Regions from separate parts of the Mus musculus genome. Here all the other regions are linked to region 5. Evidence: chromatin contacts called from public ChIA-PET, HiChIP or PLAC-seq, Micro-C and promoter capture Hi-C data. All regions are on one chromosome and are shown on one strand. The core of a region is the stretch at or near the end of the contact, and the rest is flanking DNA. Distances in the headings are between cores, read along the strand shown.

What was found. Promoter capture Hi-C pulls out the DNA fragments that hold promoters and counts their contacts. Hi-C and Micro-C count contacts between places; a contact is called where the count stands out from the background. ChIA-PET counts read pairs in DNA pulled down with a chosen protein or histone mark. HiChIP or PLAC-seq counts read pairs in DNA pulled down with a chosen protein or histone mark. Capture Hi-C pulls out chosen DNA fragments and counts their contacts.
Region 1: a contact with region 5 is called in a promoter capture Hi-C map of pancreatic islet. The contact joins the promoter of Nutf2 here to the promoter of Slc7a6 in region 5. A contact is called at or near these places in 3 of 39 promoter capture datasets (embryonic stem cells, pre-B cells and stem cell-derived epiblast-like cells), 3 of 484 Hi-C or Micro-C datasets (B cells, CD4 T cells and forebrain), 6 of 115 datasets of contacts at active chromatin or transcription factors (the SCID.adh cell line, effector CD8 T cells, embryonic stem cells and 3 more) and 2 of 9 other capture datasets (adipose tissue and pancreatic islet).
Region 2: a promoter capture Hi-C map of trophoblast stem cells shows a contact between it and region 5, with 3 times the contacts expected there. The contact joins the enhancer-like site here to the promoter of Slc7a6 in region 5. A contact is called at or near these places in 5 of 39 promoter capture datasets (the 3T3-L1 cell line, the SN4741 cell line, embryonic stem cells and 2 more) and 1 of 115 datasets of contacts at active chromatin or transcription factors (microglia).
Region 3: a contact with region 5 is called in a Micro-C map of embryonic stem cells, with 4 times the contacts expected there. The contact joins the promoter of Cdh3 here to the promoter of Slc7a6 in region 5. A contact is called at or near these places in 1 of 484 Hi-C or Micro-C datasets (embryonic stem cells), 2 of 115 datasets of contacts at active chromatin or transcription factors (embryonic stem cells and pro-B cells) and 1 of 9 other capture datasets (pancreatic islet).
Region 4: a contact with region 5 is called in an RNA polymerase II ChIA-PET map of memory CD8 T cells, with 67 read pairs. The contact joins the promoter of Carmil2 here to the promoter of Slc7a6 in region 5. A contact is called at or near these places in 2 of 39 promoter capture datasets (liver and pre-B cells), 2 of 115 datasets of contacts at active chromatin or transcription factors (memory CD8 T cells and thymic regulatory T cells) and 2 of 9 other capture datasets (embryonic stem cells and pancreatic islet).
Region 6: a contact with region 5 is called in an H3K4me3 HiChIP or PLAC-seq map of bone marrow-derived macrophages, with 6 times the contacts expected there. The contact joins the promoter of 1110028F18Rik here to the promoter of Slc7a6 in region 5. A contact is called at or near these places in 3 of 115 datasets of contacts at active chromatin or transcription factors (bone marrow-derived macrophages, extraembryonic endoderm stem cells and pancreatic cancer cells) and 1 of 9 other capture datasets (pancreatic islet).
Region 7: a contact with region 5 is called in a promoter capture Hi-C map of neural stem cells. The contact joins the promoter of Edc4 here to the promoter of Slc7a6 in region 5. A contact is called at or near these places in 2 of 39 promoter capture datasets (neural stem cells and pre-B cells), 2 of 115 datasets of contacts at active chromatin or transcription factors (embryonic stem cells and microglia) and 1 of 9 other capture datasets (liver).

What each region holds. Positions count from the first base shown.
Region 1 is chr8:105,859,105-105,863,296 of GRCm38.p6, reverse strand. It overlaps Nutf2 (nuclear transport factor 2), which reads right to left and starts at 2,764. Exons shown (of 5, transcript NM_026532.4): 1 at 2,592-2,764.
Region 2 is chr8:106,527,486-106,531,508 of GRCm38.p6, reverse strand. All of the region lies in intron 2 of Cdh3 (cadherin 3), which reads right to left. Among named protein-coding and RNA genes, the nearest start is that of Cdh3, 19 kb to the right of the region's middle. Within about 2 kb of position 1,473, at least 48 of the 459 cell types and tissues checked have an H3K27ac peak or open chromatin away from gene starts, as enhancers often do. A contact at or near this core is called in the SN4741 cell line and trophoblast stem cells, where this site is marked.
Region 3 is chr8:106,509,466-106,513,333 of GRCm38.p6, reverse strand. It overlaps Cdh3 (cadherin 3), which reads right to left and starts at 2,482. Exons shown (of 16, transcript NM_001037809.5): 1 at 2,328-2,482; 2 at 1,993-2,110. The coding sequence starts at 2,375.
Region 4 is chr8:105,684,993-105,689,044 of GRCm38.p6, reverse strand. Carmil2 (capping protein regulator and myosin 1 linker 2) reads right to left here and starts at 2,771. Exons shown (of 39, transcript NM_001357333.1): 1 at 2,732-2,771; 2 at 2,394-2,485; 3 at 2,249-2,299; 4 at 1,614-1,676; 5 at 1,368-1,492; 6 at 1,170-1,261; 7 at 905-975; 8 at 714-787; 9 at 505-580; 10 at 333-421; 11 at 156-250; 12 at 1-81. The coding sequence starts at 2,771. Gm33578 (a long non-coding RNA gene) reads left to right here and starts at 2,825. Exons shown (of 2, transcript XR_387987.3): 1 at 2,825-2,884.
Region 5 is chr8:106,166,917-106,170,593 of GRCm38.p6, reverse strand. It overlaps Slc7a6 (solute carrier family 7 (cationic amino acid transporter, y+ system), member 6), which reads right to left and starts at 1,740. Exons shown (of 10, transcript NM_178798.4): 1 at 1,640-1,740.
Region 6 is chr8:106,584,767-106,589,014 of GRCm38.p6, reverse strand. 1110028F18Rik (RIKEN cDNA 1110028F18 gene) reads right to left here and starts at 1,872. Exons shown (of 3, transcript NR_045470.1): 1 at 1,598-1,872.
Region 7 is chr8:105,878,497-105,882,258 of GRCm38.p6, reverse strand. Edc4 (enhancer of mRNA decapping 4) reads right to left here and starts at 1,378. Exons shown (of 29, transcript NM_001301100.1): 1 at 1,101-1,378. The coding sequence starts at 1,182. It overlaps Nutf2 (nuclear transport factor 2), which reads right to left. Exons shown (of 5, transcript NM_026532.4): 5 at 1,857-3,454. The coding sequence ends at 3,341.

The DNA of each region.
Region 1 (4,192 bases), core at 1,515-4,014, 310 kb after region 5:
CATTTACATTTTAATTAATTAACTAATTTATTTATTTTGGTTTTTCCGAGACAGGGTTTCTCTGTATAGCCCTGGCTGTCCTGGAACTCACTCTGTAGACCAGGCTGGCCTCGAACTCAGAAATCCGCCTGCCTCTGCCTCCCGAGTGCTGGGATTAAAGGCGTGCGCCACCACCTCCTGGCTCCTGAGAACTTTTTTTTTTTTTTTTTTTTTTTTTTTTAAAGATTCATTTATTTATTATATGTAAGTACACTGTAGCTGTCTTCAGACAATCCAGAAGAGGGTGTCAGATCTTGTTATGGATGGTTGTGAGCCACCATGTGGTTGCTGGGATTTGAACTCTGAACCTTCGGAAGAGCAGTCGGGTGCTCTTACCCACTGAGCCATTCCTGAGAACTTTTAAGGAATAAGGAGAAACCCAAATTTCTTGAACACTATCTTTTTGATCCTGAAGATGCAAAAGTATACATAGCCTAGTGTTTATAAAGTTAAGGTTTGATTCCTACCCAGCACTATGAAAAGAGGGGAGAGGGAGAGGGAGAGAGATATCTCCTCTGCACACACCACCCAAAAGCTTGGAATATGCAAGCTGATCTACAGCCATAAACACAACTCATCTAAAACTGAGACAAGCTGGAGTTGGTTTTAGTTCTTTGAGGCGGGGTCTCATGTATCCCAGGCTGACCTTGAATTTCCCATGCAGCTGAAGATGTAACTTGTGATCCTCATGTTCCTACCTCTATGATGGTAGGTAAGTAAACTGGACTGCAAGCTTGTACCACCATACCCAGTTTATTCAGTGCTAGTGATCAAACAAGAAATCTATCAACTGAGTTACATCCCTGTCTCCAAAAAAAGTGTGGAAATAGCTGCTTTTAGTTCCAAGTGGCTCCTACTTCTTTGACCTTTTATGTTCTGTGGATAGTCCTTCCCAACTGCTTAGCTTAGCACACCAGGGAGTCTCTCCAGAGCCTATTGGCTAAGCCTTACTTCCATGTGCTTAACAGCTATAATAGAGATTAAGAAGCTGAGTCAGTCCATAGAAGGTAGGCCCTGGTGAGAGCTGAGCAATTTGCTTGTGGCCTTTGACTAGGGAGAATGACTGGACAGAGAACTGTACTGGAGGGGGAAAAAAAAAATCAAGTGAAAGCCAGAGCAACAGTACTGAGGAAATATTCAGGGAGCAGGGGGCGCTAAAGATAGTGGCTTTCAGCTTTCTGGCCCTAAGTCAGTCATCCTAAGAGACTGGGCACTCTGCTTGCCCAGGTCTCTGGGACCTCTTAGGCCTTTTAAGAACTGTGACACAGAAGCCAGCAACAGACCAGAGAATTCAACCTGACAAGAGATGCTTTCTGCCAAGTCCTGGGAGCTTTTCTCCACTAGTTCCTAATCATCACTCAAAACAGAAGTGCATTCTCAAAGCCTGCCTACTAGTAACTAGTCAAATACACTACATCTCCAGGAATTCAAGGTGATGGATGACCTGAGGTGCCATTGCTAAGGTACTTTCTCTAGACCCATCCAGCTTCTTGACTGTTCACAGGCAGCCCTAGCACACGTGAAGAGAAAGCAGACATCGTGACTTCTAGTTCTAGATCTACAAAACAACTTCAAAAGGCAAAAACAGTCTAAGCCAGTGCCATAGGCACAAGGCCCCTTCCACCTTCTCTGGGCTCAAAAACCTCAAGCATGGAGTCCATTTCTTCATGAATTAAATCCGACCTCATCACTTCAGTAAGGAGTCATCTTCCTGCTAACTCTAGGAGGTTCTAACGTACTTTAGAATTGGGCCCTGACTGAGAAATCTAACAAAAACACTGGAGGCTCACACAACCCACCCCAGAGCTGGAGTCTAGTCATGGATAAGATTGGAGCTGCCTCTCCAAAGATACTAGGTCCTTATTTTCCAGGACTAGCTAGAGGTAAAGTCCCACGAGGCATCCCCTCCCACCCCAGAATCCCTGCCCTTGTCCTCCATGCTGGACACTGCAGCACCGGTTCTACCGAGGTAGAGGTTAAGTTTCGTGCACTCCCAGCAGGCAATCAAGCAGAGAAGCGTTCACCTACATCCTAGCCGGGCTATGGTTTGGAACCGGGCAATGGTCCCAAGCCCCAGCAGCGGCAGGAGGGCCACCCTTACCCATGCTGGCTCTGGAGCGAGCTGGGTGGCGTTGCCCATCCCCGGATCTTCGCCGGCGGGTGGTGGGACGTGGGTCTGGGATCGGCCCGCCAACCTGCCTGCAGAGGTTGCAGGATTCGAGCAAGCCAGGCAAGGCCACACAGGGCCGGGCCCTGAGAGCTATCCTGATCGTCCGGACAAAAGAAAAAGATCTGGCCATCAGCCAAGACACAGGGTGGCCCGGACAGCCGTCCATCAGGCTCTCAGCATTCCCCGGGCCGCGGCCGCAGACAATCCGCGGTAGGCGGAGCCGCGCGCGACACATGGTGCGGGCCCCGTGCCTCTTCGGGCCGCCGTGGGGGTGTGAAGAGGGGAGGGGCCTCCCAGGGCCTCGAAGCAGAAGCTCCCGGCGGCCTAGAGCGCGGCTCCTGCGGCCCAGCCCCCGCCCCGGAGCGCTGGCCCCAACACTCACCCGTGGGGCTGGCACGATGGCGGCAGCGGCGGCGGCAACCCAGCGCGGTCTGCGACCGACTGTCCCTTCCCCCTTGCCTTCCCTCGCCCGTCCCGCTGCACTCAGGGAAACGTAGTCCCAGTATGCTCCTTATACGCCTTAGTGAGCTTAGCTAGAACTACATTTCCCAGAATGCCATTCGCAGAGGCGCAGCCACGGCTCGCAGCGCGGGAGGAGAGGCTAAGTTAGGGAGGGAGGCGGTCCGGGTGAGCCCCTGAGAATTGTGGTCTAGCGGAAGCCTCTGGAACACGGAGTTGGCGCCAGGCAAGGATCAGGTCTCGGTTGTAGCTGGGTCCCAGCTGGCTTGGCCCCGCCTAAGTGTATGTGGCCTATGGAGCCTGACCCCGCCTCCATGGGAGCCTGGTTTAGCTTGGAGCTGGCTGGCTTGTCCCAGCAGCCCCTCCCTAGGCCCCTAGTCCAAAGCCTACTCCCTTTAGGCGCCCTGGCTACCAGCTCTGCTCCTCTAGCATCAACCCACGGGGGCGAAACCCACTCCTCTCTTGTTCAATGAGTTAGCTGTGTCTCAGAGGAAGCCACTTATCCCAAAGTTGGTTGGAAGGTAACTAGGTTTTTATTGAAACTCTAAACACTCATCTAAGGTGGGCCCATAGTTGGAGAGGTTAACCTCACGTGTACAGAGAGGTATTTTTAAAAACAGAATCGTGAGGGTTTTCTTTTTTTGATTTCCAGGTTTACTTGTTTTGTTGGAGCAGACAGGGCAACTATTTTTGTTTGTTTATTTGTGTTGAGGAGGGATGAGCCACGACATGGGTGTGGAGGAGAGAAGCAGCTTTCTGGAGTCAGTTCTTCCACCATGGGGGCCTTGAAATCAGATTCTCTCAGGTTTAGCGACCCACGGAGCCAGCTCACCTTCCAACTTTAATTTTTATTGAAAGATAACTGGCGAAACGTAATTTTCCTAAATGGCCAGACTGTAAATAATCTTCCCACCCCTTCCCCTTTACTTTCAATATCCTTTTCAGTTTCCTGGGTGACACAAATATTTGAAGTAACGCCTCTCCGTCCCGCCTGTGCTGGGCAAATGGCTCTGCTACCAACCCACAGAACCACAGAAAAGGAAAATGGCTGCAAACACCCCTATCTTCCTAGTCAGAAGACTCTTTAATACTTCTGTTTTGCCCTCTTAGCCTCACCCCACCTCCTGGAGATGACTGATAAAACCAGGCTAAGCTTCTTGATTAAAGCCCCTGTCTAAACTGGGCAGTGGTGGCACGTGCCTTTAATCTCTGCACTTGGGAGGCAGAGACAGCAGATTTCTGAGTTCAAGGCCAGCCTGGTCTAAAGAGTGAGCTCCAGGACTTCCAGGAGACAGAGAAACCCTGTCTCGAAAAACAAAACAAACCAAAAAAAAAAAAAAAAGAGAAAAAAAATCCTCTGTCTATCCAGACCACTTTGCTTGGTCACTAAGAACTCCATGTTACCCTGTTGGCGACACATCAGGAGCCTGACCCCACCAAGAAAACAAAACACAAGCAAATCATGAGACAGGATGAAGGATCCAAGGAATGTTGCTAATGGGTTCAAAAGAACCAAGGTGACAG
Region 2 (4,023 bases), core at 224-2,723, 360 kb before region 5:
ATTGTTGCTAATGTCTTTAGGAGAGATACTCTAGACACAGTATATAGGCTATGTAGCCGCAATGGAGGAGCTGGCCACCTCAAAGCTGAGGAGAAACACCTCATGAGACCAAACCTTCCTTGGTTTCTAACGCTAACCCTTGAGAATTGTGAGACTCAATTCCTGTCCTGGCCAACCAGCCATGGGACTTTGTCTCAACGGTCAGGAATTCTCATTCTTCTCATTACTGTTACCTGCCAACATTAGCATAGTTTGTTTTTATAGTTTCTTTATTTTCAGACGGAGCCCCTTGTAGTCCAGGCTAGCTTTGAACCTCTGACCCTCCCACAGCCGTCTCCCAAGTAGCTGGCTTATAGACATGTGCTATCACGTCCAGCTCACAGCTCCCTATTTCATCTTCATGAAGAAACTTATGAGAAGCATTTTAATGGCCATTTTTGAGTATGGGAAACTGAGAGGTTAAACAAGTTCTCTGAAGTCCCATAGAGAGGCCGTGAAAATCCAAGTGGTTCCCAGACCAGCCTGAACCCAGAGTCATCTGCATAACCATGGCCTTCTCCATCTCTTAGAGAGCTTCTTCCACTTACCACGGCTCATCTACTGAAATAATAGTCTTTTTTAAAGCCAGTTTTTTTGTTTTTTGTTTTTAACTAATGTGTATGGCTATTTTGCCTGCATGTATGTTTGTACACCACATGCATGCAGTTCCAGAGGTGTCCAGAGGAGGGCGCTAGATCCCTTGGAATTGGAGTTATGGACGGTTGTGAGCTGCTCAGTATGGGCACTGAGAACCATGGAGCCTTGACAAGAGCAATGTGCGTTCTTAACTACTGAGCCATCTCTCTCTTAGCCCCCTAATATTTTCATTTTTAAAATCTGTTTTGAGTACCAATGTCTTTTTTGTTTCTTTTTTGGATCAGGGTTTCTTTCTCTGTGTAGCCCTAGGTATCTTGGAACTTGCTCTGTAGACCAGGCTGGCCTTGAACTCAAGAGATTTTCTTGCCTCTGCCTCCTAAGTGCTGGGATTATGGGCTGGCATAAGCATCAGTGTCTTGATGAAGAACTTGGATGAATTTACTGGAAGTTTAAGAGTTGGAAGAACAGCATTCAACTTCACAGAACTACCGAGTACCACACAAATCAAGACCCCCCAAAACATGACTCTGTCAGCCACAAACAGCATCACCTAGCACTCACCACGAGGAAACCACAACTCCAAGGTCACGTGACTTGCTTACGTGCAGACTGCTAAAGAGGAGAATTAGAATCCGAACCCAGGCACAGTCAGAAGTCTATAGCCGTATTCTTCATGCAAAAACTGCCTTTGTGTGATGCAACCCATGTATCTGGGACACCAGGACACAGGGAGGAACAAAAATGCTTATCCGCAAGTATGACTAAACCCTTGCAAAATGCTCCTGGCTATCCAAGCTAATCCACAGTGGATGACTGACTCATGTGACATCATCGTCCATGCAAGGGAAGACCAACCGGTTGTCACAGAATGCTGTGGAAAGGGTAGGGGATCCAGCTCAGCGGTAAAGCACTTACCTCAAGTATGAGGCCTTCTTGGCTTTGTTCCCCCAGCTCTCAAAAAGAAACAAGCTATCAGCTATGGATGATCTCACACTGCAGGCTATATGAAAAGAACCTAGACACACTGTTAACACGTTTCAAAGGTAGAGAGTTACCTGATTCTCTAATAATCTGGTCACATCTGGACTTTTCCATTTGACTTTTTTTTGGGGGGCGGTGGCAATGGAGATTGACCAGGAACTCACATATATACTAGGCAAAAATTCTGTCACTGAGCTACACCCCTGGTCCATATATCAGTACTGTCTTTGAGGGCTGGAGAGATGGCTCAATGGTCACGAGCACTTTCTGATCAGTCACAGGAATGGAGTTCAGATGCCAGCACCTAATGTCAGGCAGCTCCAAGGGACCTGTTGCCCTCTTTTGGCCTCTGTGGACGGACACCCGCCACCCTAAATAAAATGGAAAAAAACCAACCAAACAACAACAACAACAGAAAATTGAAAAAAAAATCTTTGAAAAGCAATTTTAAAAAATAGGCTTCTGGGAAGAGACCTCCGTAGCTGGGACAAAGATAAGACTTTTTGTCGCTGACTCTTCTGGACTCCCATGGCACGGACTGATCAACTGTTCAAAACACTTAAAACATGCCAGGCACGATAGATATCATTCGCTTGTAATCCCAGCACGTAGGAGGAGGAAGTGCAAGAATCGTAAACTCAGTGTCTTTCTGGCTACAGAGTGAAGCCGTCCTTGACTATAAGCCATCTCAAAACAACAACAACAACAAATGTAAAAACTCCATAGTCACTGTCCTGTCCCTGTTCCAGAACGGAGAGATGGCCTCCAGCTAGCCCGGGTGTGCAGTAGCTCTCTCCAGCAGTTCTGTCCTTCCAGGTTACCCAGCAGGGGACTAATGACTCCGCCCATACTCAGAAGCCCTAAGTCCCACCCTCCCAAACTCTAAAATCTGCCATACCCACAAGGAGCCAGTAACTGGGAAAACAGCTAGCTCACCCTGCTGCCCTGTCTCCTGCACTACCCTCTGGTGCATGGTACCTAGATGTTAGCACCTCAGTATCTAGGCTGTCCATCTATTCTCAGAGGGGACAGTTCCTCTGAGACAACAATCAAGCTGCCAGCAGTTACGTGTTATGGATGTCTTAGCCTCCCCCGCAGACCACATATTCCTGGCGCATCAGCTCCAACTCCTATTCAACAGGAAGCAGAACACAACCAAGGGGCAGGAATCCCGGCAGGCTGGGACATGCTTCAAACACCCACTCTGCTTGAGACACTCAGTTAATTAAGTCTTTTCCTCCCCAGTGCTGGGAAGAGCTATCGCCCCCAAGGTAGGTATTACAGCTTCCAGTGTAGAAGAGGCTTTAGGGGTACAGGGATGGAGGTGTCTCGAACTGCCCCCCCCCCCACCAGGTAACAGCATCAGAGACAAAGCCCCTACTACACAGCCCCATAGAGGTTCAGAAGACTCGGGTTGAACGCTACATAATTATCAACTGAACGCTCAGGCAAACGTTGCGAGCACGTGGAAGTTCTATCTACTCATCTGAAAAGTGGGAACACTAATGTGTGCCTGGTCCAAGACAGGCCTTCGTGAAAAGCACCATCAATCGACGTATGCACAATACATACAGAGTCTTGTCTATATCAAGCCCTAGACTCCATCCCCCAAATTTATGTTGTGTATATGGGCGTCACATATGTGTATGGTGCATAAACACACACACGTGAAGGCCAAAGAGTCTCTTACTAAATAGGAAGTGCCTTACTAAATGGGAAGTTCAGCTGGGCTGGCTGGCTGGCAAACCCTCAGGAGCAGCCAGTCTCTACCCTCAGTGCAGGCTGGGTTATGGGCACACACAACCACGCCAGACTTTTATGTGGGAGTTCAAACTCAGATCCTCATGCCTGCAGAGTAAGTACTTGTACCCACTGTGCCATTTTTCTGGTCCCTTCTTTTTTTTGAGATGAGGTTTGCCATGCAGCTCAGGCTGCCCTTGAACTCACTACGTAAGCTTGGCTGGCCTCAAACTTGTCATTTCCTGCCTCGCCCTGCCTTGTATTAGGATAAGGGGAGTGTGCAATCCAGCTGGCCTTTTTAAGAGAATGTGCACCCAAGTGCATGCAGTACCTGCACATGCCTGAAGAGGGCGCAAGATACTCTGAAACTGCAGTTACCTAGGGTTGTGAGTGATTACATAGGAGTCCAGAACTAAACCTGAGTCCTCTGAAGAATAGCCAGTGCTCATAACCTCTGCACCATCTCTCCAGCTCGCACCCTCTCCACAGCTAGTCTTTTCTAAACCACAGAAAGCCTACCTCCCAACCTGCAGAGAAGCTAACCTGCGACCGGGATTTACCTGAAGAATTAAGTACAGAGAAGTAGATGCCCGGTGCCCAAGGACATAGAGGAAACCTGGCTCAGTCTGCCCCTGGAAAGGTCTGCTTGTGGGGGTCTGTGTGGCT
Region 3 (3,868 bases), core at 1,233-3,732, 340 kb before region 5:
AGGATTTTGCTATAGTCTCTATGTTGGGCTAAATTCCTGGGACCAAGAGATCCTGTCTCGTCTCTGAAGCAGCTGGGACTATAAGCACACCATCTAGTTTGCAAAGTCTCAACTTACTAGCACTAAGTGGGCCGGAAACTTGCTTTCACTCAAGACCAAAGTGATTTCCCATTTCCAGGGAAGTCTGTCCCGAGAGTCAGTAGTGTTTGTCGGGAAAATCACGATGTGCCAAGCACATTAGTCTACTCTGTTTTATTAACCAGGTACATTCTTGGTACAAGCCTACCATTTTCACAATCATAAACCAGACATCAGAGAAAGCAGAATTTCCTCAGGAAAAAAAAAAGTTTTAAAATTGGTGATGTCACCAGGAAGCTCAGGCCAACTCAACCATGTAATCAAAACCCTGATCAGCAACCTCAAGCCAAGGAAAGTGGCGGCTAATCTGATACTTTTTGCTTCAGTAAGGAAGATAAGACACAACTCAAAGCTATACCTGCTCTCTGAATACAGCAGAGGATGTGGAGGTGGGGGTGAGGGCTGGGGTGGGGGCGTGGGGTGGGGGGAGGTGGATTTGGCAGAGATCTGGTCAGCCATAGAGCTTCCTCAGGGAGCCAGAATTGGATTTGGGGCCCTGGCCAAGTTAACATTTTTACAGGTTGGCTCAGTTGCAGTTTGTTAGCCCGCCAGTAATAAACCCATGTGCAAGAATTTAAAGTTTATGAGGCATGGCCTCTTACTGCCTAGGCTCCGGCTCCCTACAGCCAAGCCTTTAAGGAACCTAGCCTAGCCTGGGTGTTAATTGTTTTGTCAATCTGCAGAGTTATTTGAGGAAAAAAAAAATTTTTTTTTTAAAAAAGGCGTTCTACAGACACAAGGGTCTCACTTTTCTTTTGGAGAAACAAAGGAAAGTCATTCTGCTTCTCAGCGTGGACACCCCCATATTCAAGCTGTGGACGTGTGGACCTGGAGTGAGAAGCACTAGAAAATGCTAGGTGGCAGATGCTTTTTGGAAGTCAGCAGAAACTAGAGATTCCCTTCCCACGTTCTCTGGAACTTTACTTAAGGATCCGAGTTTAACAACTTGGGTTTAAACTCCCGAGAAAAATCCCACTGTCCTCTGTAGTCAAAGAGCCCGCTAACCAGCTGATAGATGCCCGAGTCTCATGACACACTGGTGGTTCTCAGTACCGAAATGACCCTCCACTTTTAAGTTTTTGAACTTGAGTGGAGAAAATCGCAACAGAAAGATCAAAATGTGCTTTGATCGCTCGCTCGCTCACTCACTGGTCGGCTTGGGACACAGACTGCCTTCCCCCCTTCCCCCGCGACTCAAGTAATTAACATCCTAGTACCAAGACGCTTGGAGTGAGGGACCTAGTGTTCCCGGTGCGTGATGCCCTCCGCCCAGGTGTGCCAGGCCATTCGCAGGCAGGCTGCAGGGGCGCAGGCCCTCCGGGAATGGCAGGGTTAAGAGTGCATTCCAGCTGCCCGGGAAGAAGGGGGGCGGGGAGGGCAGCCTGGAGAAGAGAAACAGACCGGGTCTGTCTGTCGGAGACACAAAGCACGGTTCACAAAGGGGGCCAGAGAAGGGGCGAAGGGGGCTGCTCAGGGCACGGTTCATCTCCACACCTGCGCGGGGGTTGCGGGAGGAATGTGCACTGCGCATTCCTCTACTGTGGCGGGGCGGGAGAGTTTTCCACGTCGGGGCTGGGTGAGGGGCTCAGCCGCGAGGCACCGAGAGGTCAAGATAAGCAACAACAGTAGCAGCGAGGCACAGAAGAGCTGGACGTTAGTAGGCGCACCGTTGCTCAGCCTTCTCGCGCCCAGCCCAGCCCGGGAGCCACTTTCTACGCCTCCCGAGGATGTGGGGTGGCTCCAAGACGTCCCAGCTCTGCTCTAGACAACCTTCCGATGCGCCACAGTAAAGCGAAGCACGTGTGGTCTTCCGCACTGTGGCTCCATCCAGGCTGGCTCCGGGAGGGGTCTTACCTTTCCCCAGAACTTGGCTCGGCTCCAGGTCAGTTCCTTCCACCTCCAAGGTCACTCCAGCCTCCCCGATGAAGCCCGCTCGGTAGGGCTCGGAGACCACGCTGCGTAGCCAGCAAACCTGAGTGTGAGGGTAGAAGGGTTAAAGAGGAGGCTGAGTCACAGGCATGCCTGGTTCTGTACACCCATTCTTGGGAGTCCTGGGGGGGGGGCCCTCCGGGACAACCTTGGCCCCAAGGAGCACAGCCCTAAGATTCCCCCGACGCCCGCAGCGTGAGAACCCCACCCGCCCTCCAGGGAACAATCCGGGTCAGGACCATGGCAAAGCACTGTGGTACCTGGAGCAGGAGGAGCAGGAAGGCGTGAGGCCCACTAAGAAGCTCCATAACTGAAGGGAGGTGAGAAGGCTGCCGCGACGGTGGGGCGCGCTCTGCTAAGCTCCGGGTGCAGCTTTGAGCACCGCGGCTCGCTGGAGCCCGCGGGAGGAGGCCAGGTGCGCTCAGGTAGCTGCTGATTGGTCCAACGTCACAAGGTCCCGCCCCCTCGCAGGTGGGGTCGAGGCCAGCCTGCCGAAGGCACTCTCGAAGCCCTAAAGGTCCTCCCTGGTGCCCTCCACCGGCCTCCCTGCTCTTCTGGAACTACTTCTGAAAGGTACCCCGTGGCTCTCGCAGTCTCTGGCTTCGATGGAAAATAATCTAACAAAACAAAACCCCCCAATCCACTCCACCTCAGCCTCTGCAGCACGGGAAGACAAATATTCCATTGCTGGCAGCTACAACGGAAAAAAAGTGGAGACGCATCTGAAACCCGACAAAAAAACAGAGGCTCCCCATTCATGCTACCGGAGGCGCTGTGTTCAAAGCTTTGATGAAGGCAGGGCGTGTCTTTACACCCGCTACAGAGGGGTCTGCCCTCTGCCACTTTCTCTACCTCCCACACTAGGCCGGGGAGGGGCAGGGGCGGGGGCGGGGGAGCGCTCCCGGGTTTTAAAAGTGGCATCGAGGTCTCAAAGGACCGCGCTACGCGATCTGATACACGTGTGAGAGAATAGTAACTTCCGTTTGCAGCTGGACAAATGGAAGGCAGCTAGTACAGAAAGTCCCAGAGTTTGGAAGCCATAGTAACTTCAAAGGGCTTGAGGTAGGGCACAAGCTATTTGTTATCAGCCCCATTATTTCTGGCACCCCCAATATAAATGTTTTCTTTCTCCAAATATAATTGTTTCCTTAATTTTATGTTAAATGCAAACAATGGAGATTTTTGCGTTATTTATTATTGTCATGTATGAATGGCCCATCGCACACATGTGAAGGTCAGAGGACGACTTTGTGGAGTTGGTTCTCGCCTTCCTCCTTTAAATGGATTCTGGGATTGAACTCAGGTCGTTAGGATTGTGCATTACCTGCTGGGCCCAAACTTTTTTTTTTAACACTTATTTATGTATTTATTTATTTTATGTGAGTACACTGTCGCTGTCTTCAGACACACCAGAAGAGGGCATCAGATCCCATTACAGATGGTTGTGAGCCACCATGTGGTTGCTGGGAATTGAACTCAGGACCTCTGCAAGAGCAGCCAGTGTTCTTAACCTCTGAGCCATTTCTCCAGTGTGCTTTACCTGCTAAACCATCTCCTTTGTCCGTTTTTTGTGTTTGCTTGTTTGTGTGGTTTTTTTTTTTTTTTCTTTTGTTTTGAGGCAGACTCTCACATTGTAGTCTCAGGCTGGCCTTGAATTCATTCAAACCTTCTGTCTCTGGCTCCTAACTGCTGGAATAAAAGACAATGACCCACAATGACCAGCTTAACAATGATGACTTTTTAAAAAAAGTGTAATGTGTCTCAGGCTGGCCTGAAACTATGCACCTGGGATGGCCTTGAA
Region 4 (4,052 bases), core at 1,522-4,021, 480 kb after region 5:
GTGTCAAGCCTGTCTGTGCTAGGCTGAGTCTCCTCAAGGCTCCTGGACAATGCTCTAGGTGTCTGCTGAGTGCAGCCATACCTGTGGACAGAGCAGCTCTGTGAACCTCACCTCTTCCGGCTCGGCTGCCTTGGGTCTCCCAGATTCTGCCATACCTCTGTCATCCAGCAAGTTCCCAGACAGGCTGAGCTCCCGAAGTCCAGAATTAAAATGTCCTGCCAGGGCCTGGGCTAGTCGCCTAACGAAGTCTCTGAGGACCAAGACCCCAGTTAAGACTGATTCCCAGTCTCTCCGCAGATCACAGGTTCCCACGCCCAGCTCAGGCCTCTCACCCTCGCAGACCACAAGCCTCCAACACCAGCTCCTCCAAATAGGAAGATTGACTCGTCATGTGCAGAATCTGTTCTGAGACCTCCAGGCTCTGAGAGCAAGAGGGTCGTGACTCATCAGGTTGAACTTTGACCCTTACACCCTTGGCACTCCCTTTTGTGTGTACTCTCTCACCAGCTTCATGTCCTCGCAGGAGAGGCGCCGGAACCACAGGTTATAAGATAAGGCAGCTACACTCAAAGCCAGGTCTCTATCGCGGGGAAGAGAAAATGCAGTGCTCAGGGCCTTCCAAACACAGGGCTCAGTCAGCATCCCCCCTCTACAGACAGACTAGGAATTTGGGTGCTGGAGTTCTCGCCTCCCAATCCTGGCTGGCCTCATACCGGCTGCCAAAGTGGCTGAAATCTCCAAGGCAGAAGTGGCGGCAGCCCTGGCGATGGTAGATAGTGTCCACATCCTAGATGTAAAGAAAAAAAGTCACAGCTAGCCTGGGGCCACAAAGGGTAGAGGGGCTTAGCACACACAAGGGGCGTCAAACATCCCCAGAACTCCCCCAAAAGGGCCCTACCCTCACCCACTGAATCTCCTCTCGGAATGGGAAGCCATTGTAATCGCACAGAGCTTCGTATGTTTCCAAGAAGCCACCTAGAGAGGTGTCGGGGGAGTGATAGGGAAACAGACAGGCACTAAGTCAGAGACAGGGGAAGGTCAGCCCCATAGTAGATGGCGGCAGTGATAAAAGTGGCCCTGTTCACTTTGGGGAGCCCCCCCAATACCAAGAGACTAGGATTGCATGGAGGCAAACTGGAAGGTTTATGCGGCTCTGACTTGGCCCTCACCGCACGGACTGCTGGGTATGGTGGACTCTAAGGGATGGCTTCTCTCCAGTCGAGCCAGCAGAGACGAGGGTGTGGGCTTCCGGAATAGCTTCCTAGGCAGGGGATAAGGAGAAGAGGCAAAAGGGACTTCTAGCTCCTTGAAGGATGAAAAGCTTTCACTGAGGCCCTGCCCCACCCCTTGGATTTTCTAAGCCTCACCCAAGGGTTGAGCGAGGGAAGACCTTTTTGATGGCAGCAGCTACATGCTGAGCCAGCTGTTCGAGGGCAGCCACACAGGGAAACTCCAGGACCAGTTCAGGCAGGGACTCCAGCTCAAAGGTGACCTGGGGAAGGAGGAGCCTTTTGGATCCCTGTGTGGTGGAAGCGCTGTCCATTCAGAGTGATATGTGTAGGAATAAATGATCAAGCGGAGTGTATGTTCAAGTTGGGGTCCAGCTTTCTTACCCGAGGGGGTGTTTCCTGTAGTGCCATGGCCTGGACCTCCAGGTAGCTGAATGTACAGTCCACCTGGAAAGCATCAGAGTCATTCCAACTGACTGTTGCTACTCTCTTGAGCCTAGTTCGTTCTTTCTTTCTTTCTTTCTTTCTTTCTTTCTTTCTTTCTTTCTTTCTTTCTTTCTCTTTCCTGAGACAGGGTTTCTCTGTGTAGACCTGGCTGTCCTGGAGCTCACTCTGTAGACCAGGCCTGCCTGCCTCTGTCTCCCTAGTGCCAGGACTAAAGGCGTGCACCACCACCTCCTAGCTTGTTCTTAAAATTTAAAAATTGTACTATTGGGTGTTTGCTGGCATGTTTGTCTCTGTACCACTCTTGTGTGCCTGGTTCCCAAAGATGCCAGAAGACGGTGGTGGGTGCCTTCGAACTAGAGTTCCAACCACTTGTGAGCCCACCTGGTGGTGGGAGAATTGAACCCAGGTCCTCTCTCCACAGCCCATGATTTTGTGGCATCCTGAGCTAGACCTGCCCAGACTTCCCTCCTGTCTGCTGTTGGAAAGTAAAAGCCAGCATGGGCAAAGAAGACAGCTGCGCAAGGCAGTCCCTTGCTGAAGGGGAAGGGGTGTTGGCCCGGCCTGGGACTCACCCTCAGGGGAAGGCAGGTGTGCAGCAAATATGCCCTCCATCGAAGCAGTGCCTGGGGGGAGACAAAAGACTAATACTCTAGGGAAATCAAGTTTCTTTGTGCAGGGTCTGGCCACTGTCCTGAGCTTCACTCCTGGCTACCATACCAGGATATGGCTTTGCTCGGCACCCTCCTGGGGAAGCCAGGTTTTCAACAGCAGCTCCGCCTCCTTGGGCCACAGGAACCTGGTGATCTCGCCTGTGGAAAGACAGTCTACTGGGTGACTTTGGCTCCTCTATTAGGGCCACTCTGTGCCCAAGGTCTGTGCTAGACTGAGTGCCCAGGTATTCATGTGTGGATCAGCTAGGAAGAAATGAAGCGGACTTTTAGGCACTGGCCCTCCCTCCAGAACAAAAACCCCTGGTCAAGTTCCCTAAGGCGCCGAGAGGAGAGGTCTGGTTTGGAGTCAGGCTCTTCATGGCCAGGTGGGCTCCCAGGGCTTACCTCGCAGTTCACAGGATATGTCGTCTGGGGTCTGTGCCATAGGGCCGGGACGGCCCAATGAGCTCTGGCGGGAAAAAGCAGCCGGCAGGAGCGTACACAGGAAGCCAGGGGCCCAGGCAGCAGTGCAGCCACCTGCTCCTCCTGCAGCGGAAGGTACGCGCTTCTTCCTGCCAGGCCGCCCCCGGCCCGGCCCCTCCCCGCCCCGGCTTCGTTGGCTGAGTTCGCCCCGGGTGGGAGGTTGTGGGAGGATGGTCGAATCTTGACTGTTGCTGTCGCTCAGGGACTTTTCCTTCCGCGTACTCGGGTACTCATGGGTGTGGTGTGTAGGGGAGAGGGTCTTGCCTTTTCACCCCTTGCCTGGTGCCCTACTTCCACCCTGCCCCGTAGTCCCGGGCGCAAACACCAGGGGACGCCACCCTCCAGGGGATGCCAAAGGCCTAACTAACTTGATCTATCCCAAGACACAGGTTGGGTAGGTTGGAGTAACTCAAAGGAAGCCAGAGCAGTTGTGTCTCTGTGCAGTAAAAATTACCCACCACCCAAGGTTCTGCCCTGCTCAGATACGAATTTAAGAGTCTGGCAACCTATTTGTAATCCCAGCACTGTAAAAACAGGCAGGAAGAAAAGAGGCTGGGCTGCACCCTTTTTTTTTTTTTTTTCTCCCCGAGACAGGGTTTCTCTGCGTAGCCTGGGCTGTCCTGGAGCTCACTTTGTATAGACCAGGCTGGCCTCGAACTCAGAAATCCACCTGCCTCTGCCTCCCAAGTGCTGAGATTAAAGGCGTGCGCCACCACCACCCGGCCTGGGCTGCACTTTTTAGAGGTGTGCCAGACTTTTTGACTGGACCATGGTTGGTGCCTGCTTTTAATTGGGAGGTCCAGGCAGGAGGACTCTTGAGTTTGAGGTCATTCTGGTCTATAGTCCTTGTCTCAAAAACCAGATTAGCCATAATCCTTTGTAACAGGTTCCTCTCATTTAGATGCGGGCTCTTTGGGAACATCTGTAGCTAATTTATGACCTGAATCTCACTGAAGGCTGGTGCTGGTATTTGTGTTCTCAGGTTGTCTGCATTGAAGTTCAGGGAGGATTCACTTGAGCCTAGAGCTGGGATGAGTATACTAGCCAGAAGCATGCTACCCTACAAAAGGGGCTGATTCAGATCTTACCCACACACCCCCACCCCACAGACTTCATTAAATCCCACTTCTAACTGCCCTACCCACAGTTCAGCAAAAGAGAAAGACAAAGTCTTGGAGAGCAGAAGCAACTATGTATTATAATCTCTTAGGCTTCTGTCCCATCTCTACCTTTCCCAGACAGA
Region 5 (3,677 bases), core at 491-2,990:
ACTTTTATAGAACATCTCCACACTCTAGAATTTCCTCTACCAAGAAACTTAGCAGACCAGCCACATAAATGAAACATGCTTTTGGTTTAAAAAAAAGGGGGGGGGGGCAGGGACAGGCTGATCTCTGAGTTCAAGGCCATCCTTGTCTACAGAGAAGAGTCCAGCCAGGGCTAAACACAGAAGCCCTGTCTCCAGTGGGGAAGGGTATGGAGAGGGGATCAGGCTTATGGTTTCCATCTTTGTCTCTCTTTTTCTCTTTGGTTCGAGGTGCTAGAAATGAAACCCACTTGCATGGCAAGTACTGCCTTCTCTCTCCACCAGGGTGGTGATTTTTCCACACATTTGCCAGGAAAGAAAAATCAAATATAACTCAAGTAAACAGCCTAAGACCCATGTCGGGAAGCAAAAGCTATCTGTATGAAATCACAATGGAACTTGAACAAAATAGGAAGCCTGGGTAGATTCCTCAAGGACCTCACCAGGTAAAGAAGTAAAAATGACCCCAGGAAGCAGTTGCAGACTTTAAAATCTGCTCCCCCTAAGTCTTTAAATCCGAGATCGATTGGCTCTCAGATATAAGGAGCCAAACAGCTGAGCATATATAGCCTGTTAGATGAGCTGCCCAAAACTGAGAGGGGTCGTTCTCCCCGCCCCCCAATAACAGCGGAGATTGCATTCTCTCCAACACATAACCCAGTGATCTCGATTGGTTCCCCAAGACTTGTTAAATTAGGTGTTTTCTATTTATACTGACCCATTACACAACGCGGTGACCAGCCTTTTGGCTTGGTGTGCAGAGTAACAGAAATTTTCCGAACATTTCCCAAATATTTCCTGATAATTGTGACATGAGATGGTCCAATGAGACGACAAAATACAGGAGACACTCAAAAGAGTAAGAGCACCGTGTTCCCAAACGCCAATACCTCAGCACTCTAAAAGTCCCAACCGGAGTCAGAGGTTTCAACAGCCCCCAAGAAGCTGCATTCCTGCATTCACACACCCGCCCTGCTGTCTCTGCCCTCCTCACACACAACGGCTTCTTCCTCCTCCTCCTCCTCCTCCTCCTCCGCCACCTCTCAGTGCTCCAGGGAGGTTCACCCAGGCTCGCACGGTCACGGACTGCGAAGGGCTCAGTCCTTCAGCCTTCACGCCCGCTTCTCTCACACTCAAACCTCCTTCACCGTCTCCGTCTCTCTCAGGGTCGCACACACTCCAGAGCCACCCTCACGCCCACGGTTTTCCTCCTCGCACTCTGGGTTTTTCCGTCTACACACACACACAAACAAACACACACACACACACACACACACACACACACGGCCCCTTACACTCACCATCTCACAGTTTTTCACAAACAGTCCCCCTTACACTCGGGATCTTGCACACTCACAAAGCCACCCTCGGGGTCTCTCTCCCCACACACGCGCCCGCGCGCGCGCCTGCGTCTTCCTCACACGGCGGTCCACTCCAGGGATCCACGCTCCCGGCGTCCTCTTCTCAGCCGCCGCGTCTCTCCCGCGCCCTCCGCCCCACGCGGTTTCCGGCCCCGCATCCAGCACGCGGCCACGGAGGCCACGCAAGAGTGTTCGGCCGCACACCAGAACGACCCCGAGCCGAACCGGAGCCAGCCCCTCACCTCCTCGGCCTCGCCAGCTACCTCCTCGTGGCCCGGAGCTTCCAGGATGCTCGGTCGCGCCGTCGCCCCGGCGGCCGCTCAAGCCCCGCCCACGCCACGTCACTCGCACCGGATCGCGACAGCGCGCGCCGCCAGGGGACCCGGCTCGGAGCGGGGGCCCCAGGCGGCGTTGCTTCCGGGCACTGGAGCACGCCGGGGCCCTGGGCGATCCGCGTACCGTTACGGAGCAGCCTCCAGCAGGCCGCGCCCGGACTCTCCCCGCGGGCTGTGACTGGGGTGCGGTCACCCTCACCTGGGATGGACACTCCCCGGCTCCCCACGCAGTCACTTGAAGCCTCTGGGGCTCCACGTGAGGATGCTGCTGCTTGGAGCTCTAACGGGCCCACACACACCTTCTCCTCCTTGGCCTTTGGGGACTGCACGCCCAGTGGGACCCCAGACAGTTGACACAAAGAGCTCTGGACCGCCTCCCTATCTAGATAACTGCCTCCCTTCAGCCCGGGAACCCAGGAAGAAATACACTCCCGGGACCGGTGCTCTGACACTCAGTTCAGACTCCATTAGACCCAGGAAGGCTGCCACTTCTGGCTCTCTTCGCTTTGTCCTGGTCTCCCCCGACCCTGCTGACACCCCTCTTGGGGATGCTGGGACATCCTGACCTTTTCTTCTCCCGTTGGTTGCTCCTCTATCTCCTTTTAGGTTATCTTTTTCCTCTAGTGGCGCTGGCGTTCATTCTAAGACTTCCTGCCTTTTATATTCCACCGGACCTTCTAACAACTGACCAGTCTGGCAGGGATAAATATAGTCTAACGAGACAGTTGTGCTTTTCTCGTAGGCTATCAGACTTTAAAAACAAAACAAAACAAAAAAAAAAAAAAAAAAACAAAAAACAAGAACAAAAAACCCAAGAAATCAGTATTTCCTCCAGGAATAGCCTGCTAGGAGATCAAGTGGACGAAACATCTAAAGGAGGAACATATCTCCTGGCTAAATATTTACAACTTGTCAGATACCTTGAAAGAAACAGACTTGGGAGTTTGTTTGCAAGGGACCCCATTCTTTCTGCATTTCTCGCTTAAGATTTAAACCTTATTGAGAGATAAGTAGTGTGCCGGGCAATAGTGCCCATACCTTTAATCTCAGCATTCAGGAGGCAGTGGGAAGTCACTCTATGTGAATTCGAGGCCATCCTGGTCTACAAATCGAGTCCAGGACAGCCAGGGTTCTGTTACACTTAAACTTTGGAAAAACCAAATAATTAACTAAACCTCTCCTAAAGTGCTCTCCTTCCTCCTTCCTGATGAATGAAAAAAACAGGGACATGATCACTCCTAGGTATGGTTGAAGAGAAGGTTTTTTGTTTTTTGTTTTTTGAGACAGGGTTTCTCTGTATAGCCCTGGCTGTCCTGGAACTCACTCTGTAGACCAGGCTGGCCTCAGACTCAGAAATCCACCTGCCTCTGCCTCCCAAGTGCTAGAATTAAAGGCATTGCACCACCACTGCCCGGCGAAGAGAAGGTTTTTATTGTAGCTATTAGGGAGAGCACAGCCAGAGGCATTTGGAAGAATCCAGCCTGAACATAGCCAACAGGATAGACCAGGCCATGAGAGGTGACAGGGTGGGGGAAAGCAGGAAAAGAGAGAGAGAGAGAGAGAGAGAGAGAGAGAGAGAGAGAGAGAGAGAGCAAGCAAATGAATGAAGAGAGGTGGCAAGGACCAAGAGGCCATGAGAAGAACCAAGAGAACACTTAGCCAAAATGTCAGAGAGTATACAGGAAAGAGAAGCTGGTGAGAAATACTAATTCTTTTTTTTTTTTCTTTTGGTTTTTCTAGACAGGGTTTCTCTGTATAGCTCTGGCTGTCCTAGAACTCACTTTGTAGACCAGGCTGGCCTCGAACTCAGAAATCTGCCTGCCTCTGCTTCCTGAGTGCTGGGATTAAAGGCTTGCGCCACCACACCTGGCTCGAGAAATACTAATACAATTTCTTGATTGGGTAGTAACAGAGCCTGGCCTCGTCCACTTTAACATGTTAATAG
Region 6 (4,248 bases), core at 623-3,122, 420 kb before region 5:
ACTATTATCATTTCCACAGTGCACATTACTCAGTGGCCAGGGCTTTTCCTGAGCCAAGTCCACAGAGAGCAGGCCCTCTCCAGCCTAGAGAGTTAGTCAGTCAGACCTCCTGATAAGGGGTGGTAGGTCTCTCCCATTGTACAAATAACTTTGGTCTTAGTGATGACTGATCAGGACTGAGAACGGCTGTTAAGGCCAAAAGCTCTGCAGCAACCTGTGTCACCTCCATGCAAACAAACAAACAAACAAAAAAAAAAAAAAGAGAGAGAGAGAGAGAGACTGCCTCCCTTCTCAGAGTGGGGTGTGTGTGTGTGGAGGAATCAGGCCAATATCAGACCCAGCCTAGGGGAGAGAGAAAGCCCCTCCCAAAGGGCAAGCCCTCTTGAAGTTTGCCAGCCAATGAAAATAGCTCCTTGACAGTCAGTTTCACCCTGGCTAGATAGAATCACAGATACCAAGGGAAGGGCTGGAAATTCACTGTGTGTGTGTGTGTGTGTGTGTGTGTGTGTGTGTGTGTGTGTGTGTGTGTGTGTGTGTTGGGGGAGTGTCTAGAGACAAACAACTCTGCTTTTGCTTTGTTTGATTTAGAATTCCAGGTAGCCTAGGCTGGTCTAAAACTCACCATGTAGATGAGGCTAGCCCTGAACTTCTGATTTTCCTGCCTCGATCTCCTAAATAGTAGGATTACAGATGTTTGCTAACGTGCCCAAATTGCTTTTATTTTTTAAATTAAAACATTGTTTTCTTAGACTATATATTATTCTATATCTAGAAGTGATGTGTGGTGTGTGGGTGTGTGTGTACATGCGCACACGCACAGGGTACATGGATGTGTGTGTGTGTAAATTTTCCTTACTATAAGGAACTTTGAAGCCAGCATGATAATGCACACTTGTAATTCCAGCCCTAAGGAGGCTGGGGCAGGAGGATTATAAATTGGAGACCAGCCTGGCCAACATAGGGAGTTCCAAGCCAGCATGAACTACACAATGAAACCCTCCCTCAAAAAACGTCAAGGGAGGAAAGAAACTTTGTGTCTCACTTTTTTTTTTTTTTTCAATTCCCAGGAGCTAGCCAGAACATATTGTAGGGAACTGGCTGGTGTGATCTGAAAGCAAAATGGTTTTCCTTCAGTAACTCTGTTTCCCCTCTAAGATAACAAACAAGCCTAGAAGAAGTTCCCAGTTTTCTTCTAACCCTAGAAAGTTTGAGCCCATTTAATTGAGTTGATTAATCTACTTATTTATTAGTTAGATTGTTTGTTTTTGAGAAAGCCTCTCTATGTAGACCAGGCTGGCTCACAGAGATCTCCTGTTTCTGCCTCCAGAGTGCTAGGATTAACAGTGTGTGTCACCATGCCTGCTCTTTCAGCAGATCCTACTGGCATGTGCCACCACAACAGGCCATGCCTGCTCTTTCTGGTTTTGCTTTAGTTTTTTGTTGTTGTTGTTGTTGTTGTTGTTGTTGGTTTGTTTTTTTTTTTTTTTTTTTTGAGATAAGGTCTTGTAACTTTAATTCTTTAAATCCTATTTTTAATGATGCTTTAACCTCCCTTTTAGCTCACCAGCCACCAGAGGTAATGAAAAAGAAAGGATACAGGGGTCAGGGGAGAGTAGACCTGTTTAGGAAGGTTCTCTGGAAATCAGTTCAGGTCACAGGTTACCAGGCAGCCGAAGCTCTACTCACTCACAAGCATTTCATGGATACACCAGCAGTCCAGTTCAGTAGAGTTGGATTAGTAACAGTGGTGACAAGACCTAGCAGAGCCAGCCAGGCTTCAGCCTGGGCTCCAGTCAGCCGGAGGGATTAGGAGGAATGCCAGGAGAAGTTCTCAGCTATGCCTCTCTCAGGGAAACGAACATCAGCAAAGCCGCCACACCCATAAGCGTTGCACAGCTAGCTCTATAAGCAAGCCAAGCGCAGCCTCTGTTACTATCCCTTGACTCCTTCAAACATCACGTGTCCTCCACATATCTTGCCTCAGACGGGTCTTGCCTCAGCATGCGCATCCAATCAGCCCAAGTCCTTGGAAGCAGCAACAAACTGCAGCACACCCTCAGAAGCTTTTTGGTGCATTTCTCTCTGGTGTCCCAACAAATGCAGCTCAAAGCATGCAATGGGAGGCAGACCAATACATGTTAGCAAAAAAAAAAAAAAAAAAAAAAAAAAGAAAAGTCCTTCATCACGTGCCCTTTCACATGCTTGCTTTAGCAGAACATCCTCTCTCCTGTGTCTGCTTCAGTCCGCCTTAGCCTTTCACACCTGGGTCCACTTTAATGAAATGTTCCTTCAAACTCGAATGTTTGCCCCAGCAAAACTATCCAACCAACTTTCCAAAGAACCATCATGTTTCCATGTTAAGGTCTCATACTCCAGGCTGATCTGGCACTCGGGGGATGATCCTGAACTTCTCATTCTTTTATTCCCAACTCCCTAATTCTGGGGAGCTACCACAAGTACCCTGGATATTCTGTCTATGGGATGGACCGCAAGACTTTGTCCTTGCTTCAGAAGAGCTCTGCCAGCTGAGCATCACCCCTGGAGCTCCCAGCCTTTTTTTTTTTTTTTTGGTTGGGGGTGGGGGGCAGGGGAGTTGAGACAGGGTCTCTCTGTGTAGCCCTGGCTGTGCTGGAACTTGCTCTGTAGACCAGGCTGGCCTTGAACTCAGAGGTCCACCCATCTCAGCCGCCCAAGTGCTGGGATTAAAAGCATACACCACCACCAACCTGGCAGCTTTGTTCTCTTATTATTTTGAAATAGAGTCTCATTAAATTTTCAATACGGCTTTGACCTTGCTCCATAGCCCAATTGGTGATCCTCCTGCTTCAGTCTTCCCAGTAGCTAGGATTATGGGTGGCACTGCCAAGCAGATAATTTTGGACTTCTTGGCATTGGAGGCTATATAGTATTCTGGTTGCCATTTCTTCCCATAGGAGCCTTGGAGTTAGTTCTCAACTGAGTGAAATTTATGGGTCCTGTCCATTGATTTTCAATTTTCAGCTCAATCTCCAGACTAAGCACTGGAGGAATAGTTACAGTTACAGAACAAAATATAAATGTTCTGAATAATGCATGATGATTAAAAATTGCAAGCCAGGCACTTGAGAGGCCAAGGCAGGCACCGGGTTGCAAACTGTTCTACTCGTATTAGGGAAGTCTGCATGGGAAGCAGCGGTTCCTCTTTCCTCTTAGGGAAACTGAGAGGTGGTAAGATTATCCATGGCCAGTAGTAGGCAAACTGGGGTAAGATATAGTGGACCAGGCACTGTGCTAAATACCAGCAACAGAAAAAAGGGCAATAACATTATCTACATAGAATGACCCTTAGTGCTAGGGTGACCAACTGTCTCCATTTGCCAGAGATGAAGGGTTCCCAAGACAAAGGACTTTACATGCTAAAACTTGGACAACCCCATATAAACCTCCGTAAGTCAGTCATCTCAGACTCAGTAAGCATTGAGTGACCTTCTGCACTTGAGTGTGCGTGTACACATGAGTGCCACTTAAGCCTGTGTTGGTAGAAGGGCTGGGATTTAGTTTTTCCACATTTTATAGGAGGCAAGGTGGAGCTGGCCCGGTTGGAGGCAGACTAAAGCAGGTGGCAGAAACTTCCTGTCAGGGTTAAGAAACCAGAGCCATAAAATAAGGGCAAAGAACAAGGTGTCCAAGGCAGTCTGGGAAAGTTCCAGGGTCCAGACTCAAGGGGAAGAGGCCCGTATTGTTCAATGAGATCATTTGTTCAGTCAGCCCGTCCGTCTGTCAGTAAACATTCACTGAGCCACCAGTCTGCAGGAAGCACAGAGCTAACAAGGAAGGGCCGTTTCTGTCTGTGAGGAGCTTTGGTCTGCTAGAGCTAACAGACAAGGAAACTAGGGACTTAGAATCCAGGGCGAGCGACTGTTGAGATGGCTCAGTGACTAAGAGTGCCGCCTGCACATACTAAGAGCAAAAGTTCAGTTCCCAGCACCTACACGAGTCAGCTCAAACCATCTGAGACTCCAGATCTAAGGGATCAGACATCCTCTTCTGGCCTCAACAGGTGCCTGCTCTCACATGGCAAACACAACACACACACACACACACACACACACACACACACACACCTTTTTGGTTTTGTTGTTTTGGTTTTGTTTGAGATAGGGTCTCAATATATAGCCCTGACTGCCTGGAACTTGTTATGTAGACCAAGTTAGCCTCGAACTCTCAGAGATCCACCTATTTCTGCCTCCTTAGTGCTGGGATTTAAAA
Region 7 (3,762 bases), core at 129-2,628, 290 kb after region 5:
GCTCAGACAGCAAACGGATTATCTGTGGCTGTCTCAGCTGAACCCACTGGAGAGTACAAGTGCCCGCTTTAGCAGTCTGGGTTCCACCAGCAGGCATAAAAGGTGTGAGAAAAGAATCACTTCTCAGTATGTACACCATTATCTCTGGTCAACCACCTCAATGTTCAAACGTCTCTGAATCGCACGGAAACATCTCATTTTTATACATACTATTTCCTTTTTGTAATATGTGTCTTCCACATAAGTGCCTCGAGGACTTTTCCTGGTATTCAATCTCCTGTCTATAGTATCCAAACTAGCCCTAACAGTCTCCTCTCAAACCAGCCCTCTATCTCCCTCACCGTTATTTCCCCATTCCCATCAAAGTACCCTGACCATCCTTTTACAATAACATTATATTACAATGCTGGTGGCCTTCTGTCCTGGGAACTCTCATCTGGGAAGAGTAGCCCCAAGGAGGATACTGGGAGCCTAAGTAAAACTCGAATGAATTGGGAACATATGGGCTTGCTGACGTTTGGAACCTAATCTAACCTCATCAGAGCCTGTCTGTGATCTGCCTTCAATCCAGGAGAAACATGCTTTTGGGGTTGTCCACCTTTTGCCAGAAAATCGTTTTCAGAGCAACACCTGGCCTGGGAGTATACACTTTTGGGGGGAAGCCAAGTTGCAGGGTGGGCACAGAGGCTCTTCAGCAGATCACTTAATTCTAGGCCTAGAACTCGCTAAACCGACACTGCACCAGGCCTCTGAACCCTGGCGAGGAGGGATACGGGGCCAGTTCTCAAAGCACTGAAATTTGGAGGCAAGGAAACCAGATGGATTGAGTGGATTCCGAGGAGAGCGCCATACCTTCAGCCAAAACACTTAAGAACAAGGCAGAATGGTCTGGCATAGGATGGGGAGGGGTAACACCCAGGGGTCTGCGCCATTCTCTGGATATACCCAGGGATCATCCATGACTCCAATTCCTGTCCTCCGCAATCAAACCGGAGGATCCCGAGTCTGGCTAATGGAGCCTATGGCACCCGAAAACGGTTCAGATCCACGCCATACGTCCACCACTTCGCTAAGAGCCTACACACCCCATCCCGGCTCACCTCCGGCGGGCCGGTCCAGTTTGAGTATGTCCCGCAGATGCTGCGTGGCGTCCTCAATGTCGATGCTCGCGCAGGAGGCCATGGGCCCAGCCACGAGAGTCCTGCTCGCCCGACGTTAGTTCCTCTACCTCCGCAGTGTCCAATTTCGCCCAGCCACGACCCCGCTAGAGAGGAGACAGAGCACTACACAAAACCTAGCCGCAGTTCGCAAACCGCCGCCCGGACTGCGTCCGTGAGCCCTGCCAACCCCACCAACCGCCTCCACTTCCGGTCCCACTGACCTTCGCTCCCGGAACCTACAACTACCGCAGAAGAAAGGTTCCGAGCTCAAGGAGCCCCAGTTCCTATCAGAGGCAGCCTCCGTAGGCTGCTTGCTCCTGGCTAGCCCAGTAGTGGCTAAACTTCACAAGACTGAGAAAGAGTAAATGTACTCAGCATTGGACTGCCTAAAACCCTACCATCTCTGGAGATCTAACCCAGGTCCTAGGCCATTCTGATGAACTGGATAATGGTACAACAAAGCCAACTTTACCACTCAGGTAGTAACTTTTCAGACCTTAAATAAGGTGAACTGGTAAGGGTCTGTTCCCCCGCTTAGGAGTAAGCAAGACCAAGACATCTTCGAGGTCATTAGCCCCAGGAGATGCAAGGGCAAGGGAGATAGTTTCTACCCCCAAAACTGTCATTGTTACCAACTGTCCCCAGTAACCCCTTGTCCCACACGGTAACTTCACGTTAGGAATAAAGAGACCATAGTTTACAAACACCTCTTTATTGCAGACATTTCAGGCACAGGTACATGGAAGAAGCTGTATTGCAGATTTTATACAGGGTGGATTAAGAGGCAGCTGGCATCTACCTCTCTCCCACCCCTACTTCCCCCAATACACAGCAGCTAGAGATCAATCCCACTGGAACCTTCTGTGTAGCGTCCAGGACTATGCTGGTCTAACCAGGCAACCTGTGGAGTATGTGGAAATCTTTACTCTCCCCTCACAATGCAGGAGAGCAGGGAGAAGGGCATGTTCAGGTGTGCCTAGCCAATCCTAAACCCCAAATCCTGGGCTTGGTTCTAGCTTGCAGTTGCTATTTTAGTAGCTTTATACTATCCAGAGGTCTCAAGGATGAAAAGCTATATCGGTACTGAGCAAGACCTGTGCCCAGACTAAGAAACAGGGCAGAAACTGCCATACTAGTTAAGATTTCCTGGGATTTGAAGAGTGTATGGGGTATGTGGAAAGTAGGAAGATGGTGTGTAAATGCCCTGCACAGGTCTTGAGGGGAGAGTTAGAGCACTCCTTCACACTGCTTCCTTCCAGTGTGGAATTTATACTCCACCTAATGGCGCCTGGCTCTGATATCCCAAGCAGGCAGCACAGCATCTCTCGCTTTGCTTGGGGAATGTGGGCATCTGCATGTCACTTATTTTGGGTATAGAGCAGGCCCCTACATTTAGGACTTCAACCCAGAGGGTATAAATATGGGAAGCCATATTTGCTAAGGCCTTTCTAGCTGCTACAGAATATCTACCCTGCTACTAGACCCAAATCTACAGAGCAGAGGCCACAGGTGGTATCAGACAGAGCTGACTGAAGAGCCTTCAGTCCAAGAGAAGCTTCAGGCCAGGCCTGCGTTCCAAAACCCTGGGGCTGGAGAGAACTCTGCCCCGGCCCGCAGACATGCGAGCTTAGCCACTTGAGTGAATCTGCTCCTTGCAGTAGGTTCTGTTGAGGTGAGGCAGATGGGGGTGGGGAAAGTGAGACAATGGGCTGGAACTGTTGATGCCCAGCCAACTACTTAACTAATTAAAACAATTTAAACTGTTAAGAAAATTTTTGTGGTTTTATTGTATCATGAGGCATTGAAACATCTGAACAAATCAATATCTGGGCGGTTGGTGAGGCAGCTGCTTTCTCCTTCACTTCTTTGGGTTACTAGAGCAACTTGTCAGTAGATTAAAAAAACAAAACAAAACAAAAAATAAAACAAAAACAAAACCCGACAATCGTTTGCATTACTTAAGTCTTTCCAAGGCATGCGCTGGTACAACACAAACTTCCTGTCAGATGCGACTAGTCTAGCATCCAAACATCATGCACAACACCGTGGTGACAGAAGCGCCCTGCACCCGCTCCCGCCTCGGCCCTGCTCGTTTGTGTATGATATTTGGAGCATCTGGAGGAGTGAGCTAGGATTGGGAAGAGGGAGGAGGAAACAGCGTGACTGTGGCCAGGAGGAGGTCAGCCGAAGTTGTGCAGGGCAAGCCTGAACATGTCATTGGTGCAAACCCAAGCATCGTTGATGTTCTTTAATAGAAACATCTGGTGGAAACCCATGATGGGATCTTCATCAGCCTGTACGAAGGGAGAAAGAACAGATTCAGTGAAGGGGCTAAGGAACGGAAAGGATGTTTAATGGTAGTACAACCTAGGGATCAGGTACTAATTATCTTAACACTGAATTCCAGTACAGAATAGGTATTTGTGAACGTGAATTACTATGTGGGAAACTGCTGGTCACATAGGTGTCAATAAATGGCTACTCACATGTATATTGAAAGGCAGCACACTTTACCACTTAGCTAGGCAGCAGAGCAGAGGACTTGCCTGTCTTTTAGCTCAATGTCTCAGGGCAGAAGTGATCAAAAATTTTAAGGAATCTT